3 separate regions of the Mus musculus genome follow, and regions 1 and 3 are each linked to region 2. Evidence: chromatin contacts called from public Hi-C and promoter capture Hi-C data. All regions are on one chromosome and are shown on one strand. The core of a region is the stretch at or near the end of the contact, and the rest is flanking DNA. Distances in the headings are between cores, read along the strand shown. Region 1 overlaps Chl1 (cell adhesion molecule L1-like). Region 2 overlaps Chl1 (cell adhesion molecule L1-like). Region 3 has its middle 37 kb from the start of Chl1.

What was found. Promoter capture Hi-C pulls out the DNA fragments that hold promoters and counts their contacts. Hi-C and Micro-C count contacts between places; a contact is called where the count stands out from the background.
Region 1: a Hi-C map of the HPC-7 cell line shows a contact between it and region 2, with 2.5 times the contacts expected there. The contact joins two enhancer-like sites. A contact is called at or near these places in 5 of 39 promoter capture datasets (the C10 cell line, the HPC-7 cell line, embryonic stem cells and 2 more), 5 of 484 Hi-C or Micro-C datasets (the HPC-7 cell line, brain, cerebral cortex and 1 more) and 4 of 115 datasets of contacts at active chromatin or transcription factors (embryonic hindbrain, embryonic stem cells and forebrain).
Region 3: a promoter capture Hi-C map of the HPC-7 cell line shows a contact between it and region 2, with 10 times the contacts expected there. The contact joins two enhancer-like sites. A contact is called at or near these places in 10 of 39 promoter capture datasets (3T3-L1-derived adipocytes, the C10 cell line, the HPC-7 cell line and 6 more) and 1 of 484 Hi-C or Micro-C datasets (the HPC-7 cell line).

Annotation. Positions count from the first base shown.
Region 1 is chr6:103,524,369-103,527,068 of GRCm38.p6, forward strand. All of the region lies in intron 1 of Chl1 (cell adhesion molecule L1-like), which reads left to right. Among named protein-coding and RNA genes, the nearest start is that of Chl1, 15 kb to the left of the region's middle. Within about 2 kb of position 1,438, at least 41 of the 459 cell types and tissues checked have an H3K27ac peak or open chromatin away from gene starts, as enhancers often do. A contact at or near this core is called in the HPC-7 cell line, where this site is marked.
Region 2 is chr6:103,592,786-103,595,485 of GRCm38.p6, forward strand. All of the region lies in intron 2 of Chl1 (cell adhesion molecule L1-like), which reads left to right. Among named protein-coding and RNA genes, the nearest start is that of Gm24784, 5.4 kb to the left of the region's middle. Within about 2 kb of position 1,311, at least 1 of the 459 cell types and tissues checked has an H3K27ac peak or open chromatin away from gene starts, as enhancers often do. A contact at or near this core is called in the HPC-7 cell line, where this site is marked.
Region 3 is chr6:103,472,194-103,474,893 of GRCm38.p6, forward strand. No RefSeq gene overlaps it. Among named protein-coding and RNA genes, the nearest start is that of Chl1, 37 kb to the right of the region's middle. Within about 2 kb of position 1,303, at least 33 of the 459 cell types and tissues checked have an H3K27ac peak or open chromatin away from gene starts, as enhancers often do. A contact at or near this core is called in the HPC-7 cell line, where this site is marked.

The sequences.
Region 1 (2,700 bases), core at 188-2,687, 68 kb before region 2:
CACCTATTTTTCTAAAGACTAGGTTTGGAAAAAAGAAAGTCAAGATTCAGTGATAGGGCTTATCTATCTTCTCAACGTCAGATTCTAGTAGATAAGATAGGGAGAAATGGAAAAATAGAAATGTTCATGAACAGATTTATAGAATCAACTACTATGTACTCTAGGTAGACTGATCTACAGTAAGGTGGTAGAACCTTTAGAAAGTAGGTACTAGTTGGAGGCCCATGGGTGTTTGAGTAGGTGGCTTTCAAAGGAAAAGGAGCACTTGGCCTCCCCTCTTACTCTATCCATTGCCTGCTGGCCATCAAGAAAGCAATTTTACATTGCCACCTAGTCCCCACTCTTTAGAGACTCATTGTGACAGGGCATGGGATCGAACCTCTGAAATTGCAAGCCAAATGAACCTCATCTCTTATAACTTTATTATCTTAGCCATTTTGTCATATTGACAGTAAACTGACAAACTATCTCCTTTGATATATTTATACTTATTATTCACCACATGGTCAGTTACATAAAAATTAAAAATCTTCCAGGGAGACATTGCGTTCTAGGGGAGCATGATGTTCCTTGCAATATACCCACTTCTGTTTTTAAGATTGTTTGTTTGTGTGTGTGTGTGTGTGTGTGTGTGTGCATGTGCACGCACATATGGATGACAGTGTCTGTAGAATACAGAAGTAGTTTTGAGCCATCCAGAAGATCCATCTCTCTATCCTCAATCACTCACTTTTCATAAAGCTTAAGACCATCAAATTTGAGAATAGTAACATGCCAATAGTTTTTGAGTTTTGGAAAAATTGAGGCTATCCTGTTTTGTTATGGTGTGTGTGTGTGTGTGTGTGTGTGTGTGTGTGTGTGTGTGTGTGAGAGAGAGAGAGAGAGAGAGAGAGAGAGAGAGAGAGAGAGAGAGAGAGATATTCATTTATTGTTATTTCATTGGACCTTAGGACTTCCTGCCCTAGAGGTCATGCTAATATTCTGACTTACTTGCCATAAACAGAAGAAAATGATAGGCTCTGATTTTCTTGGCAAAATCACTTGTAGGATATTACAGTACATTTCCATATTCCACAAGGTATGTTAATGACAAAGGCTGTGTACTCTACTATGATTCATAAGATGCCTGTGGCTTTTATCTACAGAGAGCAGCAGTGAGATGAGATAAAGGGGCCCTGTGTCAGCATGAATACTATAGACTAATAATTTTGGGTTGGACAAGATGCTTCGATTCTTTCTCCCAGATTTGTTTAGATTCATCCCCTCTCTTATTCAGTTCTTTTATAAATCTCTTGAACTTGTGAAAAGTATGAAATCACTTAGCAGAAGGGCCATTTACACTGAATTTCACATGCCAGAAACTGAGAGGCCTACTGCTTAGGTTGACCAGGGTTGCTGGACTCTACTGGGAAGAGAGTAGAGAACAGTTTCTCTTTTCCTTTCATGGTCATGTAACCACAACAGAAAGGGAAGTAGGCAGTTTGCTGTGGCATGATGATGACGAGGAGGAATTTGGCTATTGGAATATCTTATTTACAGCTTGCAGAAGCACAGCTATAAGAGAAACAGGGCTGATGTGTGGAGCCTGGTCACAATTCTCACAACTACTGTAGTCTTGTAGAAGCACAGAAAAAGAAGCAGACCCAGGATAGATAGCTCAGGGAGCATCTTTGGACGACTCCTTTCCCTTCTGATGCCCTTTGATTATAAAGAAGTACACTCATGCCCAGTAGGTGCACATGCCCGTGTACTCATGACCTTTACAATGTTGTCTAACTAAGTCTTGTTGCCACCTTCTTCTTCATGTGCCTCTCCCTTTTTCTTATATATTACAGATTGTGTGGGGATATCAATCTTATTATGCTAAAGCTTTGACTTACCTATCACAAACACAAGAACATGATAGGCTATGATTGTCTTGGCAAATCACATGTAGGATGTGAGTATATTTTCATATTCCACAAGGTATATTAATGACAAAGGCAGCATATGTAATAATAAAGTACTATACTATTGTGGATTCTATTCTATATTGGCTATTAAATTCCCTTTGAATGGAAGCCAGCATGTGAGTGTATCTTTATAAGCAAGAGCCTCAGAATCCACAGAACTAGCAGGAGTGTGCCTAGACCAGGCGTTCACAGGTTATCAGATTTTTGCTTTATTTTCTCAACAGGTCATCTTGACTTATTCACAGTGTCAACTGACAACACACCTCTTGAATTCAAGAGAAAAAGTGATAGTTTTGAGGGACTGTGATTCAGAAACAAAAATTCAGATTACTGTGAAAGAACCGTTTCACTGGAGAAAAGATTTAATAAACAAAGGCATGGATCAATGTATTTGCTAGACACTTTGCTGAGGGCAGTCCATAAATGTCTTGCAACAAATCTGGGAAACCACTGCTACAGGACTGTGATGCTATTTAAGCTACCTATCTGCTAAGTGGATATATTCTAAAAGTTTTAGTCAAGAGTCTGGAGGGTGTTAAACAAAACACAGAGAAGGGCAATAAGTGGCTATCGTGGGAACTAAAGATACCACAGGGTAATTTTGACGTTTCATCTGCACCATTCCAGTTCTCCATGGTGACCCTTTTAATTCGTCCCTTCCCTTATAGGATCTGCAGCCTGGTGCATGAGAAATCTGCAAGTAATATAACCTTATAGGAGTATGCTTCTCGAATGGGTTTCATTTTCA
Region 2 (2,700 bases), core at 61-2,560:
TTCTAGCCAATTGTAGGCTGAGAGATTAGAAGGCAGAATCCAGAGACCAACATACTACCCAACACCTTGAGAGCTAAGAATGAGAGAACTTCTTGGAAGGCATTTTTAATGTGTTCACAGCTGCCATGGTCGATAGCACACAGTTAACAAGGGTTTTTCTTAAATAAAGTATGCTCAAAGCTATGTCTGGCAACTGTTACTTGCTCTTAGCTGGGAGGTCAACTGGGTCTTCTGACCACAGCTTCTTGCTGTGGCCTCTTCTTAATGAAATCTTAGGGTAGTCAAATTTCATCTTTCACTATATGTCTCCTTCAGAGCAAGCCCCTTAAGAGAATTAGGAAGAGGTGACATTCTTTCAAATTTCCTTTTTCTTAGTACATTTTTACCTTAATGAAAATGTAACTACAATTTACTTCCTGTTTCTTTCTTCCAGCTTCTCCCATGCCCCTCTTACTCTTTTTAAAATTCATTACCTATTTTATTTTCTATAATAATAATAATAATAATAATAATAATAATAATAATAATTATTATTATTATTATTTTGACTATTAAGGCTTAATTGCATGGTTGAAAAGAGCAGATATGTCATTTCTTTGGTGGAAGATGTCAAAGAGTCTGTTTTTAAATACTGCACAGTACAAAAATCCAGGACCACCTCTTCAGTCTAATCAAAATAATTCATATTTTGGCATAAATGTCATTTTCTAAGGATCTTGCAAGGAATGGGGGAAAAGAACGGTTATTTCCTACAATGCCAAAATCCACCCCTGAATTTGGGCAACTTGTTTTTATTTCAATTTCATTTGTAAATGACAACATGGGCATGTGCTTTTTTTATTGCTCAGGCTTTAAGTGAGAGGGCCAGTGAAGAGCATGTAGTAGCTCCTTGGATTTATTGCTAATAAGAAACAATAGCAATTATATAATAAAGATAAATATAATAAGTCATACTTCAGATTAATTGTCAAAAGACTCATTTCTAATCTTACGTGGAGAATTAATTACAAAAAGCCCCTTCTAGGACTACTCTTACAGTTAACCCTTAATCAACAGACACAAAGGTTCTCACAAGAGAAAACGAACAGGGTTGCATATTGTGAGTCTTTATTTGTGAGACTCAGGGAAAACGGCCAACAGCTTGTAAATGGGAATGGACCTTAGCAATAATAGAAAGCTAGGGACACAGATCTGAGAATGCAGACATTTTCATGCTAAGCTTTGGAAATCAGGAAGTGTGTGATATGGTTATCTCACAAATAGCTTCAGAGAGGCTGCAGAGAGGAACAGGAAATCAAAGTGAACAGTGATAAATGTAGGCAGGAGGACGGTGTGCTGGGAAGCATTGTCATTCTTCCATTTAATATGTGTGCTGTGTCTGAAGCACTCTTATGAAAAGCCATCTTTTATGCTGAGAGGAGATCATGTTTTTGTGACATTCCTACTTGGTAGTCATATTTCCAGCTATTAAAAGCCGCATTGTGATAAAACAGTGTTTTGATACATGCAGGCTGTGAAGTCATGGGAACAGACATTTCCCACAATGGAGTGGGGTTTCAGCATTTGCGATTCTTCTATTTATGAACAGCACATATGAATGACCCTACTAGTGTTATGAATACACACCATTTAACTACTTATTAAACCATTTACATGGTCACTGTGTGCTTGATTGTTATATTGCTGTTGTGATTAACAGCATGACATTCATACAAGTACAGGTAACTGTCACAGACAATGCTGGGACACTGTTTATTTAAAACTTCTCAGTGTTTACATTCAGTGATATGATGGTTTACCTTTTATCGTTGTCTTTTCTTTGACATTTGTCTGGACCCTGTTGTCTCCTTCTAACTCTTAGCTGTAGTGCAAACATCTTCATCTTTCTGTTTATGTTGATCATATTATTGTGCAATTCTTTGCTGTGTTTGCATAGAACATATAGCTTTCTTCCCAGTTTTAGATTTGGTAATATGGATATATTCTTTTAAAATATTTTTATTGTGTTTGTTTGTTTGTTGATGTACTATGTGCACAGTAAGGGGCATGAGTGCATGTGCCGGGGCATATTTGGAGGTCAGAGGACAAGCTGTGACAATTGATTCTCTCCTTCCAGTATGTGGGTTCCAGAGATCAAACTGAAGCCATCAGATTGACAGTATACACTTTTCCACAACAAGCAATCCTTCTGGAACTTACATTATTTTTTAACAGTGTAGAAACATATCTACTTCATAAATTTCAAGACTTATTTTATTAAACATTTATCTTTCCATCTATATAAGAGTTTGTTCAAGAATAAAACACTATTCTTTACAAAATATATTTTGACTAGGTGAAAATTAAAAGAAAAAAAAAAGAATTAGACTTAATGTCTGCACTCAGGTATTTAAGCAGTAAGTTAATGTTTTAGCGAAGACTCTTTCAGTGGGAAGAAGCCTAAAGCAAAGATCATTTGATGTCTTATCACTAAGAATGCTATGAAGCTACTACAGCAATAACAAAGAAGTATCAAGACCGGGGGTGGGGGGAGAGTTTATGTGCGCATAGGTCGAAGCAGTGGTCCTCAGACCTTTGACTAAAAGTTTCAACTGTAACCCTAAAATGACAGTTTGACAGGTACTTATCTCAACAATATTTATCCTCTCATTCATCCCATCTTGCTTTCCCCCAACACTCTTTTAATTCCTTTGATTTCCA
Region 3 (2,700 bases), core at 53-2,552, 120 kb before region 2:
TTGCTCATTGTTATGAGTGTTATTCCCTCAGGGTCTCTTTCTCTGTGATTTCTGTCTAATGCCTTGCCTTTTAGAACACTTTGGTAGCATTTGCCTCTCTTCCCATTGCCTAATTCAGTTACAGTTTATGTGTACCTCTGTGTGTGTGTGTGTGTGTGTGTGTGTGTGTGTGTGTGTGTGTGTGTGTGTGCAATTGTATACTGATTTAATTACTGTCACCTCCTTCTCTCATCTACTTTCCCTGATAACAGGGATTGATTTTTATTTTCTTCAGAACAGTGTACTGCATCTTTATACTGAATGTGTATATGTGACAGGCATCCAATCTGGCTGATGTGGAACTTGGACTTCACTTACCTTGTTCAGTGTAATCAGTATTCTTAGAATCATGGCTGGAACATGATTGCTAGTGTTGATTGCCTAATATTTTTTTCTTTCATCATTCCATCTTGTATTACCTCAGTGTTATGAGTGTTACTCCCACAGGAACCCTTTCTCTGACCAAATGTGCAGTTGCAAAGCCAAGCTATAAAGGCAGCCATTCCAGCCTGTCTGAGTTATACCTGCTGAATCACATTGACAACCAATTGAGTAAACAAATAGATTGTAATTATATCTATTCCTCATTTAGAAAGCCCAGAGACTAAGCTTTTGTTTGCCTGTGGCTCTCTGGCAGACTTTATGAAACCAGAATGAAAAGATTATTACCTTCAAGCACAATCACATGTTCTTTAATTATCATCAACTTCAAATTTTATGATTCATATCTAAGATTGACAGAAAAAGATATTTAAATGGGGTTGTCTTAGAAAACAAATAATTAAGAATCAAGTCCCAGTTTCATAAACTCAGAATGATATTGCTTTTTATCCCTAAGCAAGTAAATGCTGTTGTGTGCATTTTGATTGTAATAATCTACAAGTACAAAGAGCAAGTCTATTTTCTACAAGGACTAAATAAGATTTCACCATAAATTTCCACAACTTAAAAAATTCGGTCAATATTTGATTACCCAGTTGAATAATAATGTCTTTTTTTATTCATTCCCAGTGAGTTATACCTCTTAATTTTCCTATAAATGGGTGGATGTGTTTTGCTATCAAGCAAGTTAAATGTATATTTTATGAGGCCTAGGTTCATCCTCCAAACCAGGCCAATAAAATGCAATGGTGTTGATGCTGATAAACCTTAGAACTATAAATAAAAGAACAAAGGGAGAGGAAAGTCAGGGGCCCCCACTGTAGGAAAGACAAGGCAGATACTGGTGAGGGAAGCGGTGTGGGAGTAGCAGGAAACCTGCAAACCACGAAGCTTACCGAGAAGCTGCATCTTCGGGGCACAGAGGCTTCTAGCTCCTGTGGCTGAGAAAGATAGTGTAAATTAATCTGCTGCCATTCATCTAAGTTCGGGCACAGCTGTCACCTAAAGAACTGTTCATTACTTCTCTTCTGGTCAAGAGAGGTGAAATGTAATGCATTGAATGTGGACAATGTGTACTAGAGAGGCAGTGAACAGGAGCTCAATGGTTTGAGGTCAGCAGGAGGAACAAAGATTCATTACCCTGATAGTAGAGTAAGGCAGATGTTGCTGTCTTTCTTTTTCACAGGGGCCTCTGGGCATTAAATAAACAAGCAATTAGCATTGAGTGTATAGAAAAGTGAACTTTGGGCCACTGGAACCAGACTCATTTGGAGTCTTTCACATTCCAGAAAGCTCTCAGGTGCCTACTTTCTCCATTGATGTGCTACTTACTCAGTGGACACCTTTATGTCTCCATTGACAAGGATTTCTATGTCCTGTGCCTCTTTTTAAATTGCTTTTCTACTAGAACTAAGTAAGATAAAACAGAGAAATACTTAGTACAATTCACAACCCATATTCAATGTCCAAATATATACACTGTTATACAATTGTCTAATTCTCTATTTTCCTTAGCCACTCTGCAGGCCATTTCAGTCTGGGTATCCTCCCAACATGCTATCTTGTAGAATCATAGATTCCATAGCTGAGATAAAAAAGAACCATCTACTTCATTTACAAAACATAAATTAATTTACAGATTGGGTTTTTTTCCCAGAGATATAGTCTCAAGGATAGACCTAGAGGCACAAATCAGAAAGTTGTTTCTGCAAGGCTCCCTCCCGATTTAACACTCACATGTGGATCCTTCCTTCAGGCTTTGACCACAGAGGATAAAGACCACTGTTTCTCTCAGTTCTTTTTGAAGTATGTTTTATTTTCAATTAGTAACAGTCATAGATCCATTCAGCTACCATTGAGCAGTCATATGTGGATGGTTGCTGTTGTTTTGTAGCTATCTGAGCAGCTCTCTCTCTTCTCTTCCATCCTATACATCACCCAAAGAAAACTTCTGGTGCCAGGCATCTTCACCACCTGCTCTAAAGTCTCATAGTTTCCTATTTCACTCTAGACATCCATAATTCTTGACTGCATACTTTTAGACACAATCATGTCTGTATTTTTCTTGATGACTTATTCCAAACTAAGTATCTTTTTATCATTTTGTAAAGAAAACTTTCATATGAGAGTAAATTCAAAAGGAAATAAAATGAAGACAACTTTTAAACTACATTTTTCTTACTTCTAGGGTCAGTTCTTTTGGTATAAAAACAAACTGAATTTATTTAGGTTGATTTATTTTTCATAAATCAAAGTCGAGTATCACAGAAACCTTAATGT